Regions from separate parts of the Mus musculus genome. Here all the other regions are linked to region 3. The links are chromatin contacts, called in public Hi-C, HiChIP or PLAC-seq and promoter capture Hi-C maps. All regions are on one chromosome and are shown on one strand. The core of a region is the stretch at or near the end of the contact, and the rest is flanking DNA. Distances in the headings are between cores, read along the strand shown. Region 1 has its middle 130 kb from the start of Gm46260. Region 2 has its middle 73 kb from the start of Gm32500. Region 3 holds the start of Gria1 (glutamate receptor, ionotropic, AMPA1 (alpha 1)). Region 4 has its middle 150 kb from the start of Gm46260.

Region 1 (2,700 bases), core at 175-2,674, 770 kb after region 3:
TACTTTGGGTCACTGAGTAAAGCTGCAGCCCTCTCATCTTTATGAATGAAGGCGATCAGCCATTAACCACTGCATTATGGATGTCTCTGTGGCTGTGATAAGATGCAAGATGAATATAGTTAGGAATGCATGCAAGAAAGTGAACTTTCAATAAGGGTATTGGCCAGGCATTGACTGCCCACTACTGCAATCCTCTGTGTGTGTGTGTGTGTGTGTGTGTGTGTGTGTGTGTGTGTATGTATGTGTGTGTGTGTGTGTGTGTGTGTGTGTGTGTGTGTGTGTGTGTGTCCCTGTCTCTCTGGGTGTCTGTGTCTGTTTGTCTATCTTTCCCAGAAGAAAAATAAAATAGATTCTCCGTAAAAGAAGAGAAGATACACCCATCTGGAAGATCCCTGTCTTCCAGGCTAGGAAAACCTGAGAATCTCCATTAGGCCAGGGTTGCCTCTGAATCCTCAATATGTTAACTCTTCCTGCTAGGTATTATTCCATCCTTGAACACGGTGCCCAATGTCTTGCTAACTTAGTTCATGATAGTCAGTGTCAGAACATTAGCAAATGTAACTATTGGGCTTTTCATCCAGTTTCTTTACAGTTAAGTTTGAAATTGTCAGAATATCTATAGTAGATATTCTGTGATTTGTTAAATACATAATGCAATAATAATTTAAAGTTTTTGGTTCAGAGCCTGGGGCAGACCATGTGGCTCAATCCATAGAGGGCCTGTCCTAGGTTTGAGTCCTACCACTATATAAACCAGGAATAGTAAAATATTCCTGTGATCCCAATCCTAGCACTCAGGAGGTAAAGACAGGAGGCTCAGAATTTCAAGGCTATTCTCAGCTACATAATGAGTTTGGAGCCAACCTAGTCTACATTAGATCCTATTTCAAAAGTCTAAAGTAATATTTTTAATAAGCTCAGGTCTGATACACAGGACTCAATAAATATGAGTTGTTATTTTCAACTGCACTGCTAAACAGTAATAATTTGAATAAGCAAATATTCAGTTTAATGGGTACTTTTTCAGGATCCTATGACCTTTGGCCAACTACCAATGTATTCTTTCAATAAAATCTTGGAAAGAGTTTGTATTTAAAAAATAAAGACCCAGCATTTTTCAAAATGTATCTCTTTTCTAGGTCTGGAGAAACAGTGGTCTAGATGTACCCATGACGGAGCTGGCAGTTGGCACCCCACCACTTCTTTTCACCCACTCACTGCTGGAAGGAGGACCCTCTCAGCACACACTGTTCCTGCCCTCCTCACATGGATGGGAACATGCCTAGCTTTTCATGCTAGCCTGTGATAGCAGGCTAGATCTTTCTGACACCATCTGTTCTTTGAAGCACATGACACACAGTTGCCTGGCTGTCACAACTCCATCTGAAAATGTCGAGAGCCATGATGAATGAGTCTGAGGGAGGCTGTTTACCTCTTCACCATCTACTGCTAGGCACTCAGGGATTGGGGTGTGGGAGTACCACAGGTTTTTCCCACATGAGGATTCTAGGATCTGCCCTACATCACAAGACAGACACAAGAGATGATTCCAGACAGCCTCAATCCGATAAGCACTTGCTGCCACTCATGGGCAAATATGGAACTAAATATGGAATTGTTGGGGCATCCACATCAGAGTGTGTCATGAGTCAGACATAAATACACAAATCTCTTGGTCTCTGAGACCTTAGCTTCCACCAGACACAACAGTAAGCCCCTTCTGTCCACTGTGACATTGAATCCTGACTACACTCAACTCTTCCATCCTTGCCATTGGCCAGCAGGCTCATGGACAGCTGAGAAATCCAGGGATGGGGGTTCAAGTTGATCCTCCCAGCTGCAGGGCCAGTACATGATGATGTCAGTGTGGGAACTGTGTCTTGTCTTCACTTAACTGCTTCCTATCCTAATAGCAAACAACAGTCGCCATTGTTTGTTCTCCTGGTTTCATCATCAAGAAGACAATTTTATCTGAATCTCTAGTTCTGTTTTGCTGATGTGATCCCCAAATGAAAGCTTATAAAAAGTAGAGATCATGAAATACTTAGACGTCTTCCTCACCTTTATATTTTGGGGGTTTGGGGATCCTCAGGAGTTGTCCAACTTATTGATTTCAGACAAAATCTCTCACTGGCCTATTCTCTGTAATTTCACTTTCTCACTGCAATTCTCTGATTGAGCTAGGCTGGCTGGCCTGTGAGCCTTGGTAACCTGCCCATCTCTACTTCCCCAGCTCTGGGATTATAAGCACAGGCCACAAATCTCAGGTTTTCTCATAGGTTCCAAAGATCATAGCCAAGCCCTAATATTTGAACAACAGCCACTTTACTAACTTAGTCACGTCTCCCATCTAGACTCCTCACCTTTTGTCTTGTGCTGTAGAGGCTCAGGACATATCACTCCTAGATCTTGCATCAAATGAGATTAGTACATGACCTAATGATCTCTCTTCCCAGTCAGGACATATCTGAAAGGGAAAGAGCTGATACCAACTACCCTGTCTGGACAACAGCTATAAAGGAGGATCATCCTGAGCCAGATGGACCACATGGTTGTTCTTCATCAGGTCCATTCTTCCTGTCCATTCCATGCCATGAGCTCCCTCTATAATATATGATAGAACAGTGTTGAACCAGACAAACTGGGACACTAGAACATCAAGCTGACAATCCTACACACAAACGCAGAAACTGGGACTCT
Region 2 (2,732 bases), core at 173-2,672, 660 kb after region 3:
AGCAGTATACGGATAGCGGCAGTCAAAATAATCATTGATTTAATGGTTAACTAGATGGCACACTGTCCATAAAATTAAAGTCTGAACGTGTTAATGATGCAGATCTCAATGTTGAAAAGAAAATTAAATCTTCAGAATTCTTCCTGTTGTGCAGTGTTGGACATGGAACCCAGGCTGTTTAGCATGTTATGCAGGTGATAGACTATCTCTGATATAGTCTTGATAAAAGAAAATGGGAATTAAAGGTTTGTAGTAGATGACTGAATTCACTGAAACTTGTGGGTGTGTCTAGCATTGGAGAAGAATGCAACAATCAGTCATAGCATCTCAGTGGTCCTGGGTTCTTAATGTGTTTCAGGCTCTATTCCAAGCTCCACATTCATGAATGCATGCTCACCCCAACTTTGTGTTTGTGGTATTTGTATGTGTATGTGCTCATGTGTATGTGTGTTGTGGGTACATGTGTTGTTGTGGGAGATGTACATGCTCTTATATGAATTCACACAAAAGCCAGAAGCCAACACTCATTGTCTTCCTCAATGGCTCTTCATTTTAAGGTTTAAAACCCTAAACCCATAGCTCCCTAACTCAAATAGAGCAGGTGACCAACAAAGTCCCAGAAATACTTCTCCCATTTCTGCCCATTCCCCAACAGCCTCCCTTAGTGCTGAGATTACATATATGTACCACCATGTCCACACCAACCTGGGTGCCAAAGATTCAAAGGCTGGTACTCATTCTTGTGCAACAAGCATTTTGCAGACTGGGTCTTTGCCCTGGGCCACGATTTTGTTGTAATAATACTATTCACAATTTACAGTTGAGAAAACCAAGGTGAATTGGTATGGTCCACCCACCAGTTTGCCATTGGCCATACCATCATCTTGGAGGAGAGTGGGTAGATTGAAGGGAAACTGTCTAATGGTCACACGCTTCCTGCAGCTTAAATACCTTCCCCAAATATGTTCCTCTTAAAACTCATTTGCAAATGAGATCATGTACAAGGGAGCATTTTGTTTTATAGCTTGCCACTTGCTGTATTTAGATAAATGCTAAAATGCTGAGATGCTTGTTATATTAAAAAAATACAAAGTTGTTTTGCATATCAAAATCTCTTAGCACAGTCTTTGCTGGGGTAAAGGAAGTTGAAAATAAGACAGTTCCATCTCTAGCATTTGCTTGCTTTTTCCCCATAATGTAGCTCGTGATTACTCTGCAGATGGGGTCTGATTATCAAATTGTGTGTCTTCCAAATCCCACTCATATCAATAGCACGTGAGACAATAACTCCCAAGTGGTGTCAAGGCCCCCATCGTCAGAGCTACTGCCGGCAAGCATTTGGGCCAAGAATAAGAATGTGTGTACACTTCCAGCTTTGCAATCAGTATGGAAATGAGTCAACTTATAGATGCTGAGTGATCTTATAGAAAGGGCTCCAGCTGCAGACAAATGCCAAGCCGAGAATGATCAGCAGAGCAGAGCCTCTGCATACTCTCTCCAGCTGCTTACAGCCAACGAGTTTTGGCAGCAGAGCAGCCTTGGCTGGACTGTTGAATTATCCTGGGCTGAAGGAAATCTTCAAGGCCTTATTGTCATCCATGAGGAACCTGAAGGTTAGACAGGGACTACTGTGAGGTAGAAACAGGAGCCTGTGTGGGGTGTGGTCCGCACAGGTTTGAAGCCTGCTAGAATTTCTGCATGATTGAACTCACAGATATATTATTCATTTCTGTGAAAATGTATTTGGATACATATTTATTAAACAAATATTTTCAGAACAGCCAAAGGCCATTCTCCTCATTGCAATCAGAGGAATTGTTTTATAATGCAAACTCAGTTATATTGTTCTTTCCCTAAAGCCCTCAAAAGGGCTTATATTGCTCTTAAAATAAGATTTAATTGTCTTACCAAAACCTGTGAGGCCCAAAGAATTTGACCAGTGCTTGTGCCTGGCCAGGTGGCTTGTGTCACTCTGACCTCGCTCCCATCAGTTCTAAATGTTCTCTGGGCTACACACCCATCCATTCTACATCACAAGATGGAGCCTGCCCAGGGCTTTTGTTTTGTCTCCTACTCCTCCTGTTGGTTTCCTTTCAGTCTGGCTTCTCAGAGGGGACTGCTTTTGTCATGATGACTCCATGTCATCCACCCTATTTGCTCTGCCAATTTCCTCTAGCACCCATCTGGCACTTGTCAATGATATTCCACCCAGGGCATGCTCTTGACAAGATTGACTCAGAACAGCATTGAGCAAGTGATGGACCAGAGAGCTGAGAAAATGACCAGATCCCACTTGGAAGATGTTTCAGACCAAGCTCTCAGACCCCAAGCTGAACATTTTTCATAATCCTGGAAGGGAGATGGAAAGAAACCAAACAAACATTGGAATGTCACCATTAACCTATCCTAATTTCAACCTTCATAAACCCAAATCCCATTTTATAACAGTCTTTTGAATTCTGATATGAAATTTATGGATGTTCAGCTCAGTTGTGACAAGTAGTTTCATAAATTCAGATATAATATAAAGTAGATAAAATCCATCTATGATAAAATCATATTATTTAATACTTCAGAATGATTATGCTAGAAGACATGTCTATCCGTAATAAATATTTTTGAAGTTGGGAGGAGCACGACAACATCTGAGTAACAATCAGTGTTTGCTCTTATCGCTGCTGCTTTGAAATCAAGTCTTAACACAGACACATATATTCTGTTTCCAATGGCAG
Region 3 (2,700 bases), core at 147-2,646:
TCTGTGTGTGTGTGTGTGTGTGTGTGTGTGTGTGTGTGTGTGTGTGTGTGTGTGTGTGTGTCTTGCTGGAGCACTACTGTCAGTGTCTGTGGACAGAGCACTCAAGAGGATGGGGAAAAGGTGAGAGAAAAGGCAGGCTAGGAAGTTCCAGGATCAGGGAATGAGGGGCACAGCCCAGCATGGCAGAAGGGAAAAGGAAGATAGCGAGGGGGTCCGTAGAGCTCTGGCTACTAAGTAAGGCCTGGGACTTCTCAGCAAATGCAATCAACCTAGCATCCACCACTGCTTCCTGAAGAGGGGTCTCTTACCCCTCCCCCAGCCAGACATCACTGTCATCCCCATCACTCCGGCTACATGTGCACATTTAATATATAATCACAACACACATACGCCCACCTTACATATTTATATAAATCAACCAGAACACCCCCCTAGTCAGAGTTAACTCCTTAAGCACTCTGAACCCTGTTTCAAGCGCAGTCTGCTTATATTTTTCCCTCTCTGGAACAGAGAAATGCTCCTCCATTTCAGGCACTCATGCCTGCTGCTTGGAGTGCGCGGTGTGTGTGCACCTGTGTGTGTGCGCGCACACACACGAGAGAGAGAGAGAGAGAGAGAGAGAGAGAGAGAGAGAGAGAGAGAGAGAGAGAGAGAGAGAACACACTTCCACGGTGCCCCTCGCAGCATCAGATGAGGATGAAACCCCCTTTCCCAGACTGGCGACCCAAGTCTTCCTCCCTTCCTGGTGTTCCATTGCTAAGCACAACAGCTCCGACTGAGAATGGGTTGAGAAATCTCCCCTCCAAATAAAAAAAAAGAAAAAAGAAAAAGAAAAAAACGAAAAAGAAAATCCTGGCCAGATCCCCAAAGTCCCTCCCCAGCTGCCCCTCTCACTCACCTATCTGGATATTGTTGGGGAAATTGGCACCCACAACCGCACCTAGAAAACCGGTGCAGAAAAAGGCAAAGATGTACGGCATATTCCTTTTTACATTGGCGAAAAAGAAGCCCTGGTCCAACCATAGATTTGGTCTTCCCTCCCCTCCCTTTGATTCTTCTGGATGCTCTGCCGGCTCTTTTCTTCCTGCAATTCCTTGCTTGCTTCTTTCCTTCCTCCCTTCCTTCTGTGAGGTTTCTCTTGTTTCTCTTGGAAGGGGAGCCGAGCAGTTAAACTGCAGCGTTAACACCGACTGACAGCCAGATTAACTGAGCCGGGAGCAGCCCGTCCTCATGCTTGGAGCGCTAGCTCGCTCCCCCTCTCCCTCTGCTCTCCTCCTCTTCTCTAGCAGCCAGCCTCTCTCACCCTCCCGTTCTCTCTCTCTCTCTCTCTCTCTCTCTCTCTCTCTCTCTCTCTCTCTCTCTCTCTCTCTCTCTCTCTCTCTCTCTCTCTCTCCTCCTCTCCTCTCCTCTCCCCCTCACACTCTCACAGACTGCCAGCTCACTATGCTGATACCCAGGAGCCAGCTCGGAGTTCCTGCATTGGTCTCCCCAACCCATCACCCCTGCCTCTCCATCCTCACCTCACTTTTCCCCCTGTGGGTGCAGAGGATGGAGGGGAAGAAGGAGGGAGGGTGGAGGGTGCTTTCTCCAAAGGGGGCAACCCACTGTCCCCTTCACCTCCCCCACCTTCCTCTGCCTCTCTCTCTCTCTCTCTCTCTCTCTCTCTCTCTCTCTCTCTCTCTCTCTCCCTCCCCCTGCCAGGGGATAAGATGCTTTTGGGAATGCGGGTTCAATTGCAAGTCAGTAGGTGGCAGGGGGTCCCCACAATAGCCCTGGATTCACCAGCTGCTTGATCTAGGTCACTTTCTCTAGTAGTGCACGCACGGGTTGCGCTGGATATATCTTCTACACTCCACTGGCCCAATTATTCCTACAACTAATTCCCAAGGGGGAGACCCTAGAAATCCCTCTCCAGAAATTTAAAGGAAAGACTGTGAGAAAGGCATACAACAGTAGCTTCGGTGTGACTGGCCTGTGCTTGGACCTGGATGCTAGCAGCCCCTTCCATCTTTAGGAGAGGCACGGTGGCCTTTTTGCAACCATAGGTATTTGAACTTGTCCTCCCCCCTCCCCTTTTTTTTTCTTGCAGGGTGCAGGAATCTATAACAGCAGAGTTGTGTGGGTGGGTGAACAAGAAGATTCAGGGTACGCACACAGGGCAATTACATGAGTCATTTTGCGCTGATTCCAGTCGGAGGATGCAGGCTGCCTTCACTTATAACTCAGATTGTTTGTGTCCAGGAGAAGCTGGGCCTCTGTGGACCCTGCTGGACTGCAGCTGGCTCGGAGATACCCAAGAGAGATGTGTGCACAGAATGATGGCATGGGCTGTGGGGCAGCCATTGATAACAGCTAGGGCTATCTTCCTGGAGTCATCCGTCTGTCCTCCCACTCAGAAATGACCATGGCTCCTGGGATTCACTCATGAAGACACCCAGTGAGGCCTTGAACTTTTAAATATTGTTGCTATATTTTTAAGTGTGTGTGTGTGTGTGTGTGTGTGTGTGTGTGTGTGTGTGAATGCCATGACGTTTGAGTGGAGGTGAGAGGACAACTTGTGGGATTTGCTTCTCCTACCATGTGGGACCAGGGATTGAACCCCGGCCATCAGGCTTAGCAGCAGGTGTCTTTACTGGGCTCAGCCATCTCACTGGCCCTGGCCTTGTGGACTTAAAGGCTTTAGTTGTCGTGGGTAGACCC
Region 4 (2,700 bases), core at 161-2,660, 740 kb after region 3:
ATACATATATATATATATGTTCATATATATATATATATACAGATATAGATATGTATAAATACGGGCTTAATTAGCATGGCCTACAGTTTAACAATGGCTCTTTACCAACAAAAGGTCCAAGAATCCGGTAGTTGTTCAGTCCAAGAGGCTGGATGCCTCAGCTGGTCTTCAGTATACACTAGAATTCTGAAGAAGTAGCCCCTAAAGCCAGTGAAGGAGTGGACTCAGTAGTGAGAGTGAGAGCAAGCAGGTAAAAAGCAAACAATTCCATCCTCCATCTCCTTTATACAAACTATCACTGGAAGGCGTAGCCCAAATTTATGATGAATTTTCCTACCTCAGAAGATCAAGATTAAAAATCAGTCTTCCTACTTCCAATGATTTCATTAAGAAAAATCCCTCATGGGTGAACCCAGACACTTAGGTTTTAGTTCATACAGATATAGTCAAACTGACAATAAAATATAACCATCACAATCTGGCTTCAACCACTCACTGAGGAAAGAGGGAGGAGGAGCAGGAGGAAGAGGGAGAAATAAGGAAGAGGAGGAAGAACAAAAGAAGGAGAAGATATCTATAGATACCACCTTCCTGCCATGGTTTAACTTCACAGGGTATGGTTGAAAATATCCCCATTCTGCTCCCAAGACTCCAGATAAAGCAGAGGCACTGGCTAGCAGGACGTGTGCTAAGTCCACTGAGTCACCACATTTTATCTCTGGAAGTGGGGTCTTTGCCAAATATTAGAGATTTCTTGAAAAGAATGAATTCCTGAGCTGCTCTGATGTGCCAGGCGCCATCTTGTACATATCACCTAAACACATTTGACACCACAAACCTGTGTGTATGGTGCTGGGTGTGGTGGATACACCAGGCAATGTGAAGCCACTGTCACTGGACTCAAAAGAAAGGCATTGTAAATCTTACCTTGCACTCTAATCCCTGGGTTGACCATTCCTCAGCCTGTTCACAGAGGTCATTTCCACTCAGATTCTCAAGGTTATTGTTCCAGCAATAGCATGCTATTGTTAAATACTGCCAAACTTCCTCAACTGGGTGTTTAACTCTCAGGATATGAACACCATGTTTTCCATGTTAGAAAGCAAATAAAAACAGTAACAGAAAAACACCTTATTTTGCTTTCTCTAACTACTACTGTATCTCTCGGCTCCTTTTAACAGTGTAGCTCCTGAATAGACTTTCTAAAATATCTCCTCCCTTCTCTGTGGTTGTAGAGTTGCTTCCTGTGAGTTGGTACATTCCTTTCTTGAGTGATGAATGGGGAAGTTTATGGAATATGTATAAGGTTGGTCTTTCTCTGTAGAAAGGTTATCCCTGGCTGTATGGAGACTCCTTTGTGGCGTTGCCTGCAAGTTAGGCAGGGGGTGGCAGGGCTACAGCTTTCAAGCTGTCACACTGGAGTGGAATTTCCTGTAGTGCAACAGCGTGAGGTGAGTGAGGCATTCCTGCTCCTGTAAGTAATCACTCATCCACTTTCCTCAAAGCAACTCTAATGAGTTCATTGCTTCACCAAGGCAGAGTTGGATGGAGTCATATTTTGCTCAGTCATTGGTGCTTTATCTGTGGCAAACTAAGGTTTGTTAATACAGGCCTGGTCCTCTCTTTAGCCCACTTGAGACATCCTAAGCCCAGGCTTGGTAACAGAGTGTTCCCTTTGAAGGCCACTATTACTCAATCCAGACTGGGAAACATCCTGTTCTGTCCTTTCTCATGTGACCTGACCTCTCAAGAGCTTGATGCAGTCGATCAGATCCTCCTGACAGGTTTACTCACTGGACTTCAGGACCCAACACTCTCCTAGTTCCTTTGCTCTCTGTACCCTCTGCTGTTGCTGCTCTGTCCTCATTAATGCTTGTGTAAGGTAAGCCCCAGTCTTACCCCGTCCTTTTGTTTCTGTACTCATAACCCTGCACATCTCAGCTACTTTGTTCTGTGAATAGCTCCTCTACACTGACATCCTTTCCTTTCTGGTAACCATACCCAGTTAAAATGTTAGCATGCTACCTGCTCTCCTGTGCTTGTTTCTCCCTCTCCTCCCTCTCCCTCTCCCTCTCCCTCTCCCTCTCCCTCTCCCTCTCCCTCTCCCTCTCCCTCTCCCTCTCCCTCTCCCTCTCCCTCTCCCTCTCCCTCTCCCTCTCCCTCTCCTCCCTCTCCCTGTCCCTCTCCCTCTTCTTCTCCCTTTCCCTGTCTCCCTCTCCCCCCTCTCTCCCTCTCCTCCCTTTCCCTCTCCATCTCCTTCTCTCTCCCTCTCTTTCCCTCTCTCTCCCTCTCTCCCTTTCTACCCCTCTCTCCCTCTCTCTCCCTCTCTCCTCCCTCTCTTCTCCCTCTCTCACTCCCTCCCCCCTCTCTCCCTCTCCTTCTCACACTGTCCCTCTCCCTCTTACACTGTCCCTCTCCCTCTGTCCCTCCCTCCCATGCACACCACACGCACGCGCACACACACACACACACAAACACAAACACCCCTTCCTTTTTTCCCTATGTCCTTCACACTAATGGTGTCAGGGCAGATCTCCTGTGCGGCTCACTGTGTTTTCAATATGCTGTGAACAGGAGTCCAGAGCAAGAGATTAAAGACATTCTAGCCCAGAAAAGGGAATTCTGATTCACTGCTGTTGGGAATTTAAATTACTTGTATTATGAACACTAGGTTTAAGCACTACAGCACAGGAGAAATCA

What was found. Promoter capture Hi-C pulls out the DNA fragments that hold promoters and counts their contacts. Hi-C and Micro-C count contacts between places; a contact is called where the count stands out from the background. HiChIP or PLAC-seq counts read pairs in DNA pulled down with a chosen protein or histone mark.
Region 1: a promoter capture Hi-C map of hippocampal neurons shows a contact between it and region 3, with 23 times the contacts expected there. The contact joins the enhancer-like site here to the promoter of Gria1 in region 3. A contact is called at or near these places in 4 of 39 promoter capture datasets (the 3T3-L1 cell line, cranial neural crest, hippocampal neurons and 1 more), 5 of 484 Hi-C or Micro-C datasets (cerebral cortex, cortical neurons and forebrain), 3 of 115 datasets of contacts at active chromatin or transcription factors (SST interneurons, embryonic basal ganglia and forebrain) and 1 of 9 other capture datasets (adipose tissue).
Region 2: a Hi-C map of cortical neurons shows a contact between it and region 3, with 4 times the contacts expected there. The contact joins the enhancer-like site here to the promoter of Gria1 in region 3. A contact is called at or near these places in 2 of 39 promoter capture datasets (embryonic stem cells and hippocampal neurons), 2 of 484 Hi-C or Micro-C datasets (both in cortical neurons), 5 of 115 datasets of contacts at active chromatin or transcription factors (the NIH/3T3 cell line, SST interneurons, VIP interneurons and 2 more) and 1 of 9 other capture datasets (liver).
Region 4: a contact with region 3 is called in an H3K27ac HiChIP or PLAC-seq map of the NIH/3T3 cell line, with 18 times the contacts expected there. The contact joins the enhancer-like site here to the promoter of Gria1 in region 3. A contact is called at or near these places in 5 of 39 promoter capture datasets (the 3T3-L1 cell line, cranial neural crest, hippocampal neurons and 2 more), 4 of 115 datasets of contacts at active chromatin or transcription factors (the NIH/3T3 cell line, VIP interneurons, embryonic basal ganglia and 1 more) and 1 of 9 other capture datasets (adipose tissue).

The regions. Positions count from the first base shown.
Region 1 is chr11:56,243,830-56,246,529 of GRCm38.p6, reverse strand. No RefSeq gene overlaps it. Among named protein-coding and RNA genes, the nearest start is that of Gm46260, 130 kb to the right of the region's middle. Within about 2 kb of position 1,424, at least 13 of the 459 cell types and tissues checked have an H3K27ac peak or open chromatin away from gene starts, as enhancers often do. A contact at or near this core is called in cerebral cortex, cortical neurons and hippocampal neurons, where this site is marked.
Region 2 is chr11:56,350,736-56,353,467 of GRCm38.p6, reverse strand. No RefSeq gene overlaps it. Among named protein-coding and RNA genes, the nearest start is that of Gm32500, 73 kb to the left of the region's middle. Within about 2 kb of position 1,422, at least 7 of the 459 cell types and tissues checked have an H3K27ac peak or open chromatin away from gene starts, as enhancers often do. A contact at or near this core is called in SST interneurons, VIP interneurons and cortical neurons, where this site is marked.
Region 3 is chr11:57,010,314-57,013,013 of GRCm38.p6, reverse strand. Gria1 (glutamate receptor, ionotropic, AMPA1 (alpha 1)) reads right to left here and starts at 1,396. Exons shown (of 16, transcript NM_001113325.2): 1 at 899-1,396. The coding sequence starts at 980.
Region 4 is chr11:56,269,086-56,271,785 of GRCm38.p6, reverse strand. It overlaps the pseudogene Gm12240. Among named protein-coding and RNA genes, the nearest start is that of Gm46260, 150 kb to the right of the region's middle. Within about 2 kb of position 1,410, at least 18 of the 459 cell types and tissues checked have an H3K27ac peak or open chromatin away from gene starts, as enhancers often do. A contact at or near this core is called in the NIH/3T3 cell line, where this site is marked.